Regions from separate parts of the Bombyx mori genome. Here region 2 is linked to region 1. Evidence: chromatin contacts called from public Hi-C data. All regions are on one chromosome and are shown on one strand. Each heading gives the region's core, a stretch centred on a gene start, on an enhancer-like site or on the middle of the called end of the contact. The rest is flanking DNA. Distances are from core to core; before and after follow the strand shown.

The links. Hi-C and Micro-C count contacts between places; a contact is called where the count stands out from the background.
Region 2: a contact with region 1 is called in a Hi-C map of whole pupa, with 1.6 times the contacts expected there. The contact joins two enhancer-like sites. A contact is called at or near these places in 3 of 7 Hi-C or Micro-C datasets (midgut and whole pupa).

What each region holds. Positions count from the first base shown.
Region 1 is chr25:9,141,069-9,148,616 of ASM3026992v2, reverse strand. The region is part of intron 1 of LOC101741609 (phosphofurin acidic cluster sorting protein 1); the gene reads right to left. Among protein-coding and RNA genes, the nearest start is that of LOC101741609, 8.4 kb to the right of the region's middle. Within about 2 kb of position 2,791, at least 4 of the 8 cell types and tissues checked have open chromatin away from gene starts, as enhancers often do.
Region 2 is chr25:9,188,463-9,196,010 of ASM3026992v2, reverse strand. The region is part of intron 1 of LOC101741609 (phosphofurin acidic cluster sorting protein 1); the gene reads right to left. Among protein-coding and RNA genes, the nearest start is that of LOC733118, 28 kb to the left of the region's middle. Within about 2 kb of position 3,405, at least 5 of the 8 cell types and tissues checked have open chromatin away from gene starts, as enhancers often do.

The sequences.
Region 1 (7,548 bases), core at 1,542-4,041:
AAATGGCAAAGGGAGGAAAGTGAAGCGTTTAATGCGGAGCACATCTCTCCCATCACCCTCCCCCTCGGGACGCCGAACCGGCGGTCGTCGGCGCCACGACCACCAGCCCTCTCGATCGGCAGGCTATCCGGAGCCCGCCTAGATGGCGCCGGTTAGAATGGGTTATCCTACGGAATACCCCGCTGGGTCAAAACCAGCGTGGGTCGAGGATAGCCGGCCTTCCATCACCCGAATGCTCTTGCGTAAAACGCGTGCAGAGCAGCTTGCACGTCGTCTTCTTAGGCCCCTTTGCCGGTCCCCAGACCGACATGTGAAGGGGACCCGAAACACTTAGAGGGCCAGGGCTTGGGCGATATCCGCCTCCCTGGCCCCCGCTCGACGGCGGCGGGCTTGCGCGTCTCTCACGCACCCTGCCGCCTCCTGAACAGCGCCCCTAGCGGTAAACGTAGGCAAACGATCCAACTCCATACAAATTTGAGTTAAGTTTTACGCTATAGAGAACGTTAAAAAACTCTCACTAAGCACAAAGTTTCAAACTTATGATACGGTTTAACGAGAAGCATATTTTAAACCGTGCCTACCATGTTCAAAATTTATTTCATTTATGTTAGAAGACTTACGCAGTATGTAACTTGAGCCCGCGTCATCAATCGAGTGATACGAGAAACGACCTCGGTTTATCAATGTCTTTGTACAATGGTTGAGTTATTCCAAACTGTAATGCGACTTCTATCTCTGTCATTGTGTTTACAAATGAGAATATTACGTTAGACTATTAGTAATTTGTTCAATACAAAAAAAAAAAATTCACTATGATACATTTTTGGAAATGTTTTTTTTTTTTTTGTAAACGGATAAGAAATTTCCACACAGAATAACAGTAGCACACAAAGAATTGTGTTTATCAATATTGTATGAACCAATTCCACAGCTTCAAACTCTCATTCTCATATTCCAAAGAAATTTGTTGCGGCCGGCTTCTTCTTAAAACAAGAACATAAGTATAAAAAACCAGATCTTTACTATTGATTTAATATTACTACAATTCTTCTACCCATATTATACACCATTTTAGGTTGTAATTATATATTGGTTAGCGATGGTCAAATCTAGTGTTTGTTATTGTTTATTATTTAAAAGCATAATTGGATAATACCCACACAGAGCAGAGATGTTGGGATTGGCATCCAGATTGAAGTCGTGGTGTGGTAAGATAGGTGTAAATAAAAAAAATCTATAAATTTTTTTGGAAGATTTATGAAAACTATGATTGTTGATCTTGGAACGTGGGGACTTTCTTAAGTCCCAGTACTCTTACTAGGGTTGGTCTTTCAACGACTTTTCCTGGGGATATAGCGAACCAGCTCGTCTTATCTGGGTAGGATCTCCATGCATTACACGTACACGATACTTCAAATGAAATGTAAACTAGTAAACAATTGCGATATAGTGAGTTATTATCTTAGTACAAATAATAATAGGTTTTTCATAAGCTTGTAACAACGTCTATTAAACTCATTTACACTTCTAAACACTTGTATTTGATGAGACTATATTTAAGATAACTTCTATTGGATGAAAATAAATTCCCAACGTATTTTTATTCTAAACTAGCTGACCCGGCAGACTTCGTAGTGCCTCAATCGATAAATAAAAAACCTAAGCTTTTGTATAAAATAAACTTAAAACAAACAAAAGGAATCCGTCCGATGGGGGACACATCAAAGGGAAAACACTATTGTTATTTTTATTTAATTCCGAGCATTTTCATATTTGTCTACATTTTAAACCTTCTCTGAACTTCCACAAATAATTCAAGACCAAAATTAGCCAAATCGGTCCAGCCGTTCTCGAGTTTTAGCAAGACTAACGAACAGCAATTCATTTTTATACATAGAGATTCCAGCAAATTGACTTTATTCATCAATTATAAATATCGGAAACATTAAATCAGGACCTAAACAAAACCGTGGTTCGACCGTCCGCGTTTGTTGTTCTAAAGCCGTTAACGGTACCGAAATATGAGGCCGCAGTGAAATTGCTGTTTCGATACAATGAACTAAATCTACGTGTAAAGTAGGTAATTACCTTTTATTATCATTGTAACTATAAACTGCTACTAGAGTTCTATTTGATACTATAACATTTTTTAAGGGATAAAATGAGAACGAATTTTTATTGCTCGAACATTCTGATTCATTTGTTTTGTGTTTTTATTGCGAATGATATAACGTTTTCTTAGAAATATTCCTTTCATTGCGATGCCATGTAGCCAGACTTGTTTTCCTTACTGTGTAACATTCATGGGTGACTAATACTTTTCAGCTACTCGATGACCAACACTTTGTACATCTCTAGTGAAACTTCAGGTTCAATAATACTTTTGAAAGTCAGATTTCATCGAATAATGTCTAGTTTTCTTGCTTAAGCATTTTCGGCAACGATATTTCTTGTTACAGATAATTTAGTGTTCCAAGGTCACGAACGGCACGGTTGGACTCCTGATATTGCCAATGTCCACGAGCGACTGTGAACTATTTAGCAAGTACGCGACAAGTCATCTACTACCGCTAACAAAAAAAGAAGCACAGTAATACCTACTAAATAAGGCGCGATAAATGAATGAAATTTGAACAGATATTTATAATATTTTTAGAGCATCGAATCATAGAAATACTTCTGGAAACGTTTGCATCAAACGATAATATTTTATGACATGCTAAAGCAAAACAATGCGGTGCGATAGGTTTTACAATGTTCTCCGTAACATCGAACATCTGCCACGCATCTGGAGAACGTCAGCGGCGTGTTAGTAGTACATCACAGAGTTGTTCTCATAGTATCGAATGATACTACAACGTGAATGATTGACGTTTCGCGGCCTCTCCTATCACTGAAAACGGATTCCCTTGACACCAATACGAATTAGCCGGGAAATGAATATAGCATTTATCTATTAGCTTAATTATTATATTTATTGAAGATTAATAAATATCGTATCGATAAACTGAATCATATTATGTCTTTACACGAACAATCATTACTGTACCTCTAGTAACTCTCCAAATTAAACAATCCTAGTATTTCCTTTTTCGATTATTTCGTTTTCCTAAAATACGAAAATATGTATACTGATTACAACAGTACGTCTACTTATCGCCATAGAAGACGACGGATGACGAACGAACGAAGAATTTAGAGCAACTGTTGACCGATACGCTGTCAAATCTTTCTGGACCCGTCGCTAGGTTATATTCAGTTATTATTGGACGTTCCAACGTATTCAAGTTTAAACGTTAATCTCTAGGGTAATAATCATATTTTTGATCAACAAATATTTGGCATTCAGAACATCTTGACGATAGATTATTATTGTACATTTCATTTTTTCAATTCGCATAAACGATCCTATTTTAAATTGTGTAAGCCTATGAATATGTTTACGCATACACTATAGGAAGTCGTCGGATGCGGAAGGCGGAGGACCGCATTATGTGGAAGGCATTGGGGAAGGCCTATGTCCAGCAGTGGGCAGATAAAGGCTGATGATGATGATGATGATACACTATATTATCTGCGAAAGTCTAATCTGGCAATTCTTTATACACATGAGATTTCGAACACATGTTTTATGGTAAGTTATGGGCGGCGGTAGCATTCTTTTTATGATTTATATATTTAAATCAATGAGTGGTCGTCACACTTTTCTGGTCAAGGGCCACATAGGACAATGTGAGGTATCACTGCGGGCCACACATTTTTGAACTGTTTAATTGACTGCCAGTCAATTGACATATTTAATATCAAGTGTCAAGAGGCGATTGTCCCATAGATAAATCAATTAAGGTAAAAGCACTAATGCTAGACACTTTAAGGACAAATCAAACTTCATTCTCAGTTATCAAATGTATTTATCAAAAATTATATTAAATAAATTTTTTTACTGTTAGAGCAACATTTAGAGATCAATTTTTTCATATAAAATATTTCAATACTTTTGTAGTATCTACAAAAAAATACAAACTTGTTAGTTTTGCCATAGACACTAAAAGATGACAGCATCGAAAATCAAATCCACCAAAAATTGACATCAGTTGGCACTAATAATAGACACGACTTTAACGTTAATTTTATTATAAACAATTATAATCAATCTTAAGATCATCAACTATTTTCTTAACGCTATCTTATAAATTATCTTTTCCTATTGGAAACCCTTGTTTGACCATAGCTTTTACCCATGTTACGAGTATTTTTTCTATATCTTCGGTTAAATAACAACTTCTTCCCATTTTACGCATAATAGGTGTCTTTCCCTTGGCTTTATTTAATAAAGTTACTCGTGGAACTCCAAATTTATTTGCCGCAGTAGCTGTCGGAACGCCCCGCCTCATACTCTGGACCAGGAAGGTCAAGTATTTGGGAGTCACCCTGGATGCATCCATGACATTCCGCCCACATATAAAATCAGTCCGCGACCGTGCCGCTTTTATTCTCGGCAGACTTTACCCCATGATCTGTAAGCGGAGTAAAATGTCCCTTCGGAACAAGGTGACTCTTTACAAAGCTTACATAAGGCCGGTCATGACTTACGCGAGTGTGGTGTTTGCTCACGCGGCCCGCACACACATAGACACCCTCCAATCCCTACAATCTCGTTTTTGCAGGTTAGCAGTCGGAGCCCCGTGGTTCGTGAGGAACGTCGACTTACACGACGACTTAGACCTCGAACCGATCAGAAAATACATGAAGTCCGCGTCGGAACGTTACTTCGATAAGGCAATGCGTCATGGTAATCGCCTTATCGTTGCCGCCGCTGACTACTCCCCGAATCCTGACCACGCAGGAGCCAGTCACCGTCGTCGCCCTAGACACCTTACGGATCCATCAGATCCAATAACCCTTGCATTAGACGCCTTCCGCTTTAACACTAGGAGTAGAGATCCCGTAACCGTACTCGTCGAACTCGGCGAAGAGTTCGACGTGCAACCTAACCTAAGCATCAGCCCGTTGAGTTTCTCGCCGGATCTTCTAAGCGGGTCGCGATCCCGATCCGGTAGTAGATTCATTCGCGAAGCAGCTACTCTTGAGTTGTTAGGTCTCCCTTGGAGGCGCTCGGGTAGCTGTTAGCAAATCCCGCCCCTTCTGTCCTTGTGAAACTGGAAAGGCCTCAGGGCCACCAGTAAACCCTCAAACATATACATTCTTTTATGGTTTCTTCAATATTGACTTCAGACTATTGAAACATCTGACCCTTTACTGGCGGCATTGTGCTCGAAACTTAAGCTGAAATTAATTGATACTAATAGTTGACATCTAGTATACCCTAATAGTTGACACTGTCTTCGTTTAGTTAGACTCGTGTAAAATGAACAAAACTCAGATTGAAACTTTTGTTTTACAACATAAAGGCTGAATTTGAAGAAAATTAAGCTAACAAATTCAGTTTGATGTAACCCTAGTAGAAGACACACGTGTCATCTTTTAGGTTTTGATTCATTTTTGGTACTAATAGTAAACACCACTTAAAATTTGTACAAAAACAAACCAAAATAACAAGGAAATGGTCCTAATAAATCAATAATTTCATACATTTATAATATCGAAACCAACAGGAGCCAATAATTATAAATATAAGACAAAATCACACCTGTTAAAAGTCAGATGGCTTAAGGAAAACGCTAAGAATTACGCGCAAAACGTCAACCTGCTCACATTGTTTGTTGTCAACTGATGCCATTTTGAATTTTGCTTCTAACACTGTACGCAAACTTTTGAGAATGTATCATAGATGGTACTAGGTGTCTTTAACATCAATAGCAATGTTATTTAAGAGTTTAGTTTCCTTATTAGAATATATTTTTTTTTAAAGTGTCATCTTTTAGTTCAATGTCCAGCATTAGTGCTTTTACCTTATATTAGGAATAGGCGTGAAAACATATCTGTAATGAAAAAGATGGTAAATATATTATATCAGTATTTTTTATTTCTACTAAAATTGTTTGCTCTGCCGCGGGCCGCAGTTTGACGACCACAGATTTATAGGGTCCTTCCTCGGTAAGCACTTAAAACTCGTGGGAGACGCAACATCCTCATTCTGTTTTTTACTAGATTAAATTATTGTCTGAGCGCAAAAAGGAGGTCGAAATTGTTAATCTTTCCCGAGTCATATCGCTGGCAGACATTATAACGGAATTAAGCTTTTAGTGCATTTGATCACGAATATCGATCCTCTTTTTGGTGCTAACGGCTGTATAGTCTAATATGGCCCAGTTATTACAAAAAGCAACGTGCTTACCACGAGTGATGATGACCTTGTCTACGAAGCGAGTTGCGTTTAACTTTTGTAGTTGCGCTGTTTATTAGCTCAAGCCATTAGTTCTGCTTAATGTCGCAGTTTAATTACTTTTCTTAATTTCTTAATTTTTCTACCAATTCATCCCAACATTGAACATTAGTGACTTTTCTTAATTTCTTAATTTTTCTCCCAATTCATCCCAACATTGAACATTAATGGGTATATTTTTATGGACGTAATCTTTGTATTTTGATTTATAGGTTTAAAATTTAATTAGAATCCATTTAGGATTTATCAAGACTTTCATCTTACGAGTATTCCCATTTATTTTTTTGTTTTGGGCATACAATAACAACGTATTTGTTGTGAAACAGCGTAGGGTTTATACAACCATCGTGCCCATTTCTATCGCGAAACAGCCCCCATTATCAATTTGATGGGTTGCATAGTTGATATGCAATACAATTCAGATTTAGAGGCCATGTTTCTTGATTGGAATTAACATCTGTGGAGATCGGCAACCACAGTAATACCAGGTGGGCAGTGAAGTCGTCTGAGGATTCGAAAGATAAACATAATAATAATAATAATAACAACAGTTAACAATATGTCTCGCACGTATTGTCTCGCATCATTTCAATTTACGGAAACACAACTGGCCTCGTGCTTACTCTTCTAATGCATTCACATTATATATTTAATTTTTGTCTTATTTCGTCACCACTAAGTGTGCTCCTTGAGTTTTTTCGTGCTCTTGCAGGTAGTTTTGCATGTATGTGCTTTTCTTGTAGAGCAACTATGTATAATTCATTATAATTTATTAACCTTCAACTACAGGCAGCCAACGATACAAAGGGCCCAGCTTGAAACGTGATGTCGTAGCATCAGCTATCCGACACGTCAAAATGCATAGCGTGATTTATTCGCAGTTTTTTTTTTTTTGCCTTTGTTGGCAGACGGGCATACGGCCCACCTGATGGTGAGTGGTTACCGTCGCCCATGGACTTCAGCAATGCTAGGGGCAGACCCAAGCCGCTGCCTACCGCAATTTAAATAGGCAAGATGTTGATATCGCAAGTGGATCGACCGATCCGATGAATAACTGATTTTTGGATTATCAGACAAATATTTTAATATCTACAACGCATTGTTTTAACAAAAAACAAATTATAAAAATTAAAGTCACTGTAAAATATTTCAATAATTACCCTTCTGTATTCGGTTTGATTATAAATTTTTATATGTATAAC
Region 2 (7,548 bases), core at 2,156-4,655, 47 kb before region 1:
TTGTTTCTTTTCCAACTTTGTACAATCATTATTCATTTATTATGGTACCGGACCGGCGCAAATACCATTACAATAAAGCAGTTTCTGCAAAATGTTTCCAAAATGTAGTGCAATCAATAATCAGAAGTGTGTAACCGTCTGAAGAACTCTCTATCCCTCTCACACATCCAGCCTAGCCGTAACGTCATACATATGCTTTGTCTATATTATTGTGTTTGTTAATCACTCAAGATCGGAAATTTTTCTAAATTATTTATAGACATGAATTTATTTTTTCTAAATTTCATACAATAACCTTTTTTTAAGTCAACTAATTTGAGACAATAGTCCTTAATAAACAATAATCTGTAATTGGAATACCAATATTTATAGTAGAGATCTTCCATTCATATATTGAATTACTAGATTGCGAAACATTAAATATCGATATAAAAATCACAAGTGTTTATCACAAAACCCAAAGCCTACGCATCAAGTAGCTAAACATATTAATCTCGGTGAGTGGTGCCCTTTTTCACCCTCACGGGCCAGTCAACTCGAAACAGTGCTTCGCGATGTGTGAAATAATATACAAGAACAGACTCGACTTTTGTTTTGAATTTATATATCTATATATTATTACGTGAAGCAAAAACTTTGTATCCCTTTTTAAGAAAATTGCGCGGACGGAGGAGTGTGAAATTTTCCACATTTATAGAGAATACAGAGAAGAAGTGCACAATGCTAATATTTTTTAAAATAATGCATAAAAGATACATTAAATCAATAAAGAAAACATTACACACACTACATACCATGTATTTGACGCACACACGCATGCATACTATTTATTGTCAAACTATTGTTCTTGACGTCTGTGGTCAAACTGAGAATAGATTAAATATTGTTTGTCTTAATTAATATTTTTTAATAGTGTAGCCTTGGCGAAATTTGTGATTATAGAAGTATAAAATACAACCATAACAGTGTACAAACTTACAATTCCAATTAATTATAGTCGAATTTCGACTACTGTGGGACCTCTAGTTATATAAAATGTATACAAGTAACACGACATTCTTAATATTGTTTCTACTCGTATATTACTCGTAACTACAGATATGTTACATAAACAGCCTTTGTTGGTATGATAAGCCATGCCATGACAACCATGCCTATTTGTGACGCGAACCAGTCGCTCGTTCTGGTCTCAAGTGTGGGATAGTCGCAATGATATATACCACGGAATGATTATTTATCTATTCCGTGATATATACATATATATTATGTATGTTCATTAGATGTTCATACATTACAGGCTATGATCTCATCTACAATGATGGGCAGTATTCGCGTTATCATATCTATGAGCTTCGGTAACCACGTAATAGCAGTGGGCTGTCATTTTGTCTACTCTTCTATGCTAAAAACATGAATAATATGGCCGCAATGAAAGTGAAAGATTTTTTTCTTCATAAAATAATATTTCAATATAATTTTCGTTTTGACTGTACCTTACCTGTCACGTGCGGCTTTTCATTTTCATTTTATTTTAATACATAATTACCGAGGTCTTTTTTTCCTTGAAATTCCTTTTGTAAGCACTTACTGCTTAAATTACTCGAACATCGCTGCTCGTTTAAGAAGAAAAATAACTTGGGAAACATTTTTTATTCGCTGTCAAATAAAATATTTTGGATGAGTTCTGAAGAAAATATAAATTCAATTTCCGTGCAATTTATTTTGAAGATATTTTTATTACGGTCATAACATTAATAGAAGATGTTCTTTGATGTTCATGGATTACAGTCGTTGGCAAAGGTATGTCTAACATAAGATTAGATTTCAAATGGTGGTCTGGTTTAGTATTAGTAACTTCTTCTGATCAACACGATTTATCAGTTGAGTGAGGATTACACTTTTTTTAGATTGTCCATAGTATACCTATCAGAGGAAGGCGATCATCACCCTCTTCTTTTTCAAGAGTTCATTTAGCATGAGTTTTACGACGGCCGCCTGTTTGACATCAACCTTCCTTGAGTTATATCTCCAGTGATATATTCATTGCAATGTGCCAAATGGGACTTACCCATTTTCTTTATTTGGTTTTTCTTTTACTTCATCCGTTTTAGTTCTATGATTTTCATTTTACTTTACATTAATAATTAATTAATACATTACATTAACACATTTAGATTTTCAAATACTAAAAAGATAAAATTTCACATTTCGTTCACGTTTCGTTTTACTGAATTCCGGTCCCCACCATCCATAGACATTGACCATACGCTACTAATCTTAAAATATTCTCCTCGCTTGGTGACTTATATCCCCTAGGCCATTTAAGAATCGGCATACTGTTTTGTTTTTTTTTAAATTCGGTTCAGAAATTTTTTTTTTTTTTAATTGCATAGATGGATGGTCGAGCTCATAGCCCACTTTGTGTTTTTTTTTATTGCTTAGATGGCTGAACGAGCTCACAGCCCACCTGGTGTTAAGTGGTTATACGTAGGTTTAGTGGTAATAGGCAGGGTGGTTGCACCCACCCGCGCGGACTCACAAGAGGTCCTACCACCAGTAATTATTCTTAAACAATAGCTTTAAATAGACATTAGCGATACCCAGACCCAAACAAATACATTTGAAATAGGCTTTAATGTTTAGGTTAATTTTCACGCAACCTAAGCCCCGAGTGCTTCAAACGATTCGATCCGACTGAAGCTCGAATAACCTTAGGCTAAATAACTTTGAATTTGACTTGGAAATCTGAGCAAGTTAAATTAATTTGTTCTCGAAACCGAAAGGAGTTCTATTTGTGGTAAGGCTCTGATTACATTTTAGATTATTGGTGATTGTAAATTTTGAATAGCTATTTAAATAAGCTTTAATAAATATATTGAGTTAAATTACTGTATTAAATTTAAAATTATGTTTTACAATAAAGGCAATGTTGACATTAAAGGTTTTTGGTTGTTTTATTTAAAATAACAGATTTATTTATTTATTTGTAGTATTGGTAAACACAACCGTTCTGGTATTAAGCGGCTAGAACGGTCTAAAAATACTACAATGAAAGTTCTCTATCTTGGACACATGAAGAATACGACGTTCATTGTTTTAGAAATAAAGGTAAGAAATTTTATTAATGAGATTTGTGATATGAAATTTATATCGTTTTCTATTTTTAAAAAAAACTATGTACAATACCATACCATACCCAATACCAAATAAAGAAAATAATGTAAGTTTATGGCCAAAAATGGCCTAAATTTGTTAGTCTCTTACGATACATGTATTTCATGCACCTTGAACTAAAACGAATGATTACCGCGCGGCTGAAAAAAGCAGAACTATGTGACTACCGGATGCCAACACACAACACTATACCAGTGGCGTACTAGTATAGGACGAGGAAGGAAAATCAAATGAGGCAGAGTATGACAAGTTTTGGAAAAATTATGTACCACATGTTATGTACTTTGTGAGCGTCATGCCCTAGTAAGGACAAAGGTGAATAACTTTGACAATGGTTACCCGATTTAAGATGTCTATAGGCTCTTACATAATATGGAGAAGTAGAGGACAGGAAATTGTTAAAAAACGATCCCAAGGTATGTAGCGTCAAGCAATAATTTTTCTAGACCTTTAGCTCTTATTTTTCTAGCTTGTAGCAATGGCTATTAATGGAATAATAAAATGAATATTGGTCAGATAACATTATCTTAATGACAAAATCATTAAAAAACTAATCACGGTGTGTATATTTGCACATCTCTGAACATGTCTGATTCAATTCAAAATAAATATTAAATAGACGCATGCCATTCCGATCACGCTTTAGTACATGCGTGACCTTCGCTAGGGTATCGGGTAGGGCTGACTGACACTACGTAACATCAGTACCTACCTTTATATGCAATCTATCAAAACTTGAAATGTATTGCGAGAATCGATAGCCTTTTTATTTGGAACGACATTTGTGAAAATTTAACTAAAATTGATGATCTGCAGCGTATGATTTGTGTGTGATGTGTCTAAATCTTGTGTTATGTCCTCTCTTTACAAAGTCAAAAGTTATAACCCTATAAATTATCGGGCAAGCTTGGTTTCTGTAAAAGGATTTCTTTTGTCTTCACGCTCAATAACGTTTTCTGATTAAACTTTGTGAGTAACAACAGCTTCAGCATTTCGATAAGTCGGGGTTAACGTAACTACTTACGTTCGTAATTCACGAGTTCGTACGATTTCTTTAACGAATTTTCAAGTTAAAAAAGATTTATTGACTCTTCGGACATGATCTTTTGGTTGAATTGCAGCTTCAAATAATTTCAACACGTTCAATTCCCTTCACGACGTAGATATTTGTTAAATAGCGTTTTTTATAATCCATTTGGATTATATAGCTCCATTTTTCTTTAAATTAATTCAAAAATCCTGTTGTTTTTTTTTTGGCAATCAATTTTAGGCAGTTACCAAAATCCGAGCTATTGTGGTAAAATGCGTAAAGAAAAAAGATTTGTAATGTTTTATAACCTATTTATGCCCATACAAAGCGAATAACAAAACTCTAGCAATTTATTTCCCAATCAAAATAACAGTATCATTTTATTCTTCGGACGTTTATCCATTAAATACGTGTGCGTGCTTATTTTGTACACAACCACAACGGTGGCGATATTCACTGGCCGTAACTAATGAGAGACAAAACCCCTCCCAATGTCAACCTCAAGTAAATGCGTAGAAACACATAACGAATGAATAGTTGGCGGGCCACAGCCCACTTAGCAAATTAGTTTGACAAAAGATAAATTTCAAGCGGCTCTGTCGTATCGGCTTCATTCACATTTTTACTCTTGTATTTACACTTACTTGCACTATGTAGTACATACCATGTTGTAATTTCATGAGGCTTGCAAATCGGTCAACTGTATCGTCCACCCTAGAAATGTATTAAAACCTCTTTATACAGTATACACAATGGAACATCGAACTCCCGGCATCGACTTGTAATTTATGAAGCCATGTTTTCTATTTCCGTCGCCGGTACATCGGCCCTAGGTTCGAGTCGTGAATATTTAACGATCATGGCGTTTCATACAAATCATCTGAACGCTTCCTAGGAACTGAAATAGACGTTTCGTTCGTATTGTGACGTCCTGTTTATTTATTAGTCACAAGACTCAAGAGGTCGGTACAACCAATATATTTTATAAACGGCTTTTTCTTCAGGATTTATCTCCATTTTAACATTCGTGGGCTACGTTTACTCAATAAACAAAAACCCCGGTTGCCCTGAGTGAGACTATAGTAAATATTTTTACAGTTGACTTATCACTGTACTTTTTTATAACGTTCTCACCCCATTTCGTTCAGGAACGAGTTTGTTCAAACTAACTAATTTTTAGAGCTAGACCGCGATGTAGTTTAGCAAATTACCTAGACAGGAGGATCGCCTGGCTTCAATCTGTAGTAGTAGTGGTTTGTCATATTTTAGCTACGAGAGCTCCACATCACGTAAAAAGGCACTTACTTTCTGAAGCCTATCGGATGTCGGCACGCTAGCATTTACTCTATCGGATACCGATTACTTAACCCTACAGAGATTTGTGATCGAGGCCCCATCTAGAGGAATAAAAAGACCTATCACTTAAAGATTTTTTATTTTAGCTATCACTTTTATATTCGTAATCTATGCGAACTTCCGCTATATTTTTTTTATAAAATTTTAATTCTATTTAAATCTAACTTACCTTCACTATGTGTTATAGTGGTCTACGCGGAACAGGTATAACTTCAAGTCAAATACCATACCAAGATAATCACAAGTCAATGACCAATCCAATCCTCAAAGGTACGTAGTTCAACAAACACATGGACCGAGAAAAGTTATATCCAAAAATACGGTCGAGTTGTTTGTCGTAAGCCTTACCGGCATTGTAAACAACGCCAACACACGGCAGTGAATTGTAAACATTAAGAATCTAGTGTGTAAGTAACCGTGTTTGGAGTGGTGTTACGTTTTTAGATTTAACTAGAGGTCCCGCAGTAGTCGAAATTCGACTATAATTGGAATTGTGAGTTTGTACACTATTATGATTGTATTTCATACTTCTATAATCACAAATTTCGCCAAGACTACACTATAAACAATATTAATAAAGACAAACAATATTTAATCTATTCTCAATTTGACCACAGACGTCAAGAACAAAAGTTTGACAATAAATAGTATGCATGCGTGTGTGCGTCAAATACATGATATGTAGTGTGTGTAATGTTTTCTTTATTGATTTAATGTATCTTTTATGCATTATTTTAAAAAAAATATTAGCATTGTGCACTTCTTCTTTATATTCTCTATAAGTGTGGAAAATTTCATACTCCTCCGTCCGCGCAATTTTCGTAAAAAGGGATACAAAGTTTTAGCTTCACGTATTAATTAGATTTAATTACAGCTTTCGTTTACGCCTTTTGGTTGAAACGCTACAGACTGTATTAGTACAGGCGGCTTCTGTAATAGTTAGGGTTATGTAAATACTATTTATGACCTTTAACGTGTACGACTTTCAATAAACAGACGAACGGCTTCGGAGTTTTTTCACCTCTAAAATTTAGTAGACAAAGTCATTCGTCTTGCGTCTCATGTTTCAAATCCAAGAGTCTTGTAATTACTGTTTTATGTTTTAGCTTGAGCCGACGTAGACTTGACATATGCTTCCACTGATCCTAATCAGTGGTAATCTTAGCTTAACATGAGGATACGATGAATACCAAAAGGTAATAGGATGGTATTAGCTATACTCCAAGGCAACCTGACGCCGGTCGCCTTGGATAAACACAAATCTTCAGAATTTCCTCAACTTCCTCATTAATAATCGGACATCTTACCGTAAATCTGTCAATAAAAAACAATCATTGAAGCACTCTACGTTAAAGCAATACTGTTTATTGATATATATAAGAAATGTGGAAAATACCTGAACCCCGCTAACAATGATTTCATAAAATCACCTCAGCTCAGTCTACCGAGCAATACCAAGATCTGTAGGAAATATCGGGCTTTTCGAACGCATTTAATAATCATCGGTAGACTTTCGAGACTATTATTTCATCAGCGGCGAAGTAAAACTGCCAAAATGACGCACGACTTTCATAAATTTTCTATGGAACCTTCATAACTGGTGTACCAGAAATAAAAACGATCAATCGATATCTACCTCAATTACAGTTACAAATGTTGGAACACAGATCCCATTGATAGATTAACATGTCCATTTCCGTGGTGCTTTGTTATTATGGTTTTAATAATAAGCAGCCTATACTTAGTCGCTGTTTTTAAAGAAGAAGCGAAAGAAATGCAATAAAAATATCCGACTCTCCCATTAATCCCATTCTTACGGATCGTTTGGAACCTCTAGGTCTGCGGAGGGACTTCGGTTCCCTCTGTATTCTGTACCGTATGTTCCATGGGAAGTGCTCTGAGGAATTGTTTGAGATGATACCGACATCTCGCTTTTACCATCGCACCGCCCGCCACCGAAGTAGAGTTCATCCATACTACCTGGAGCC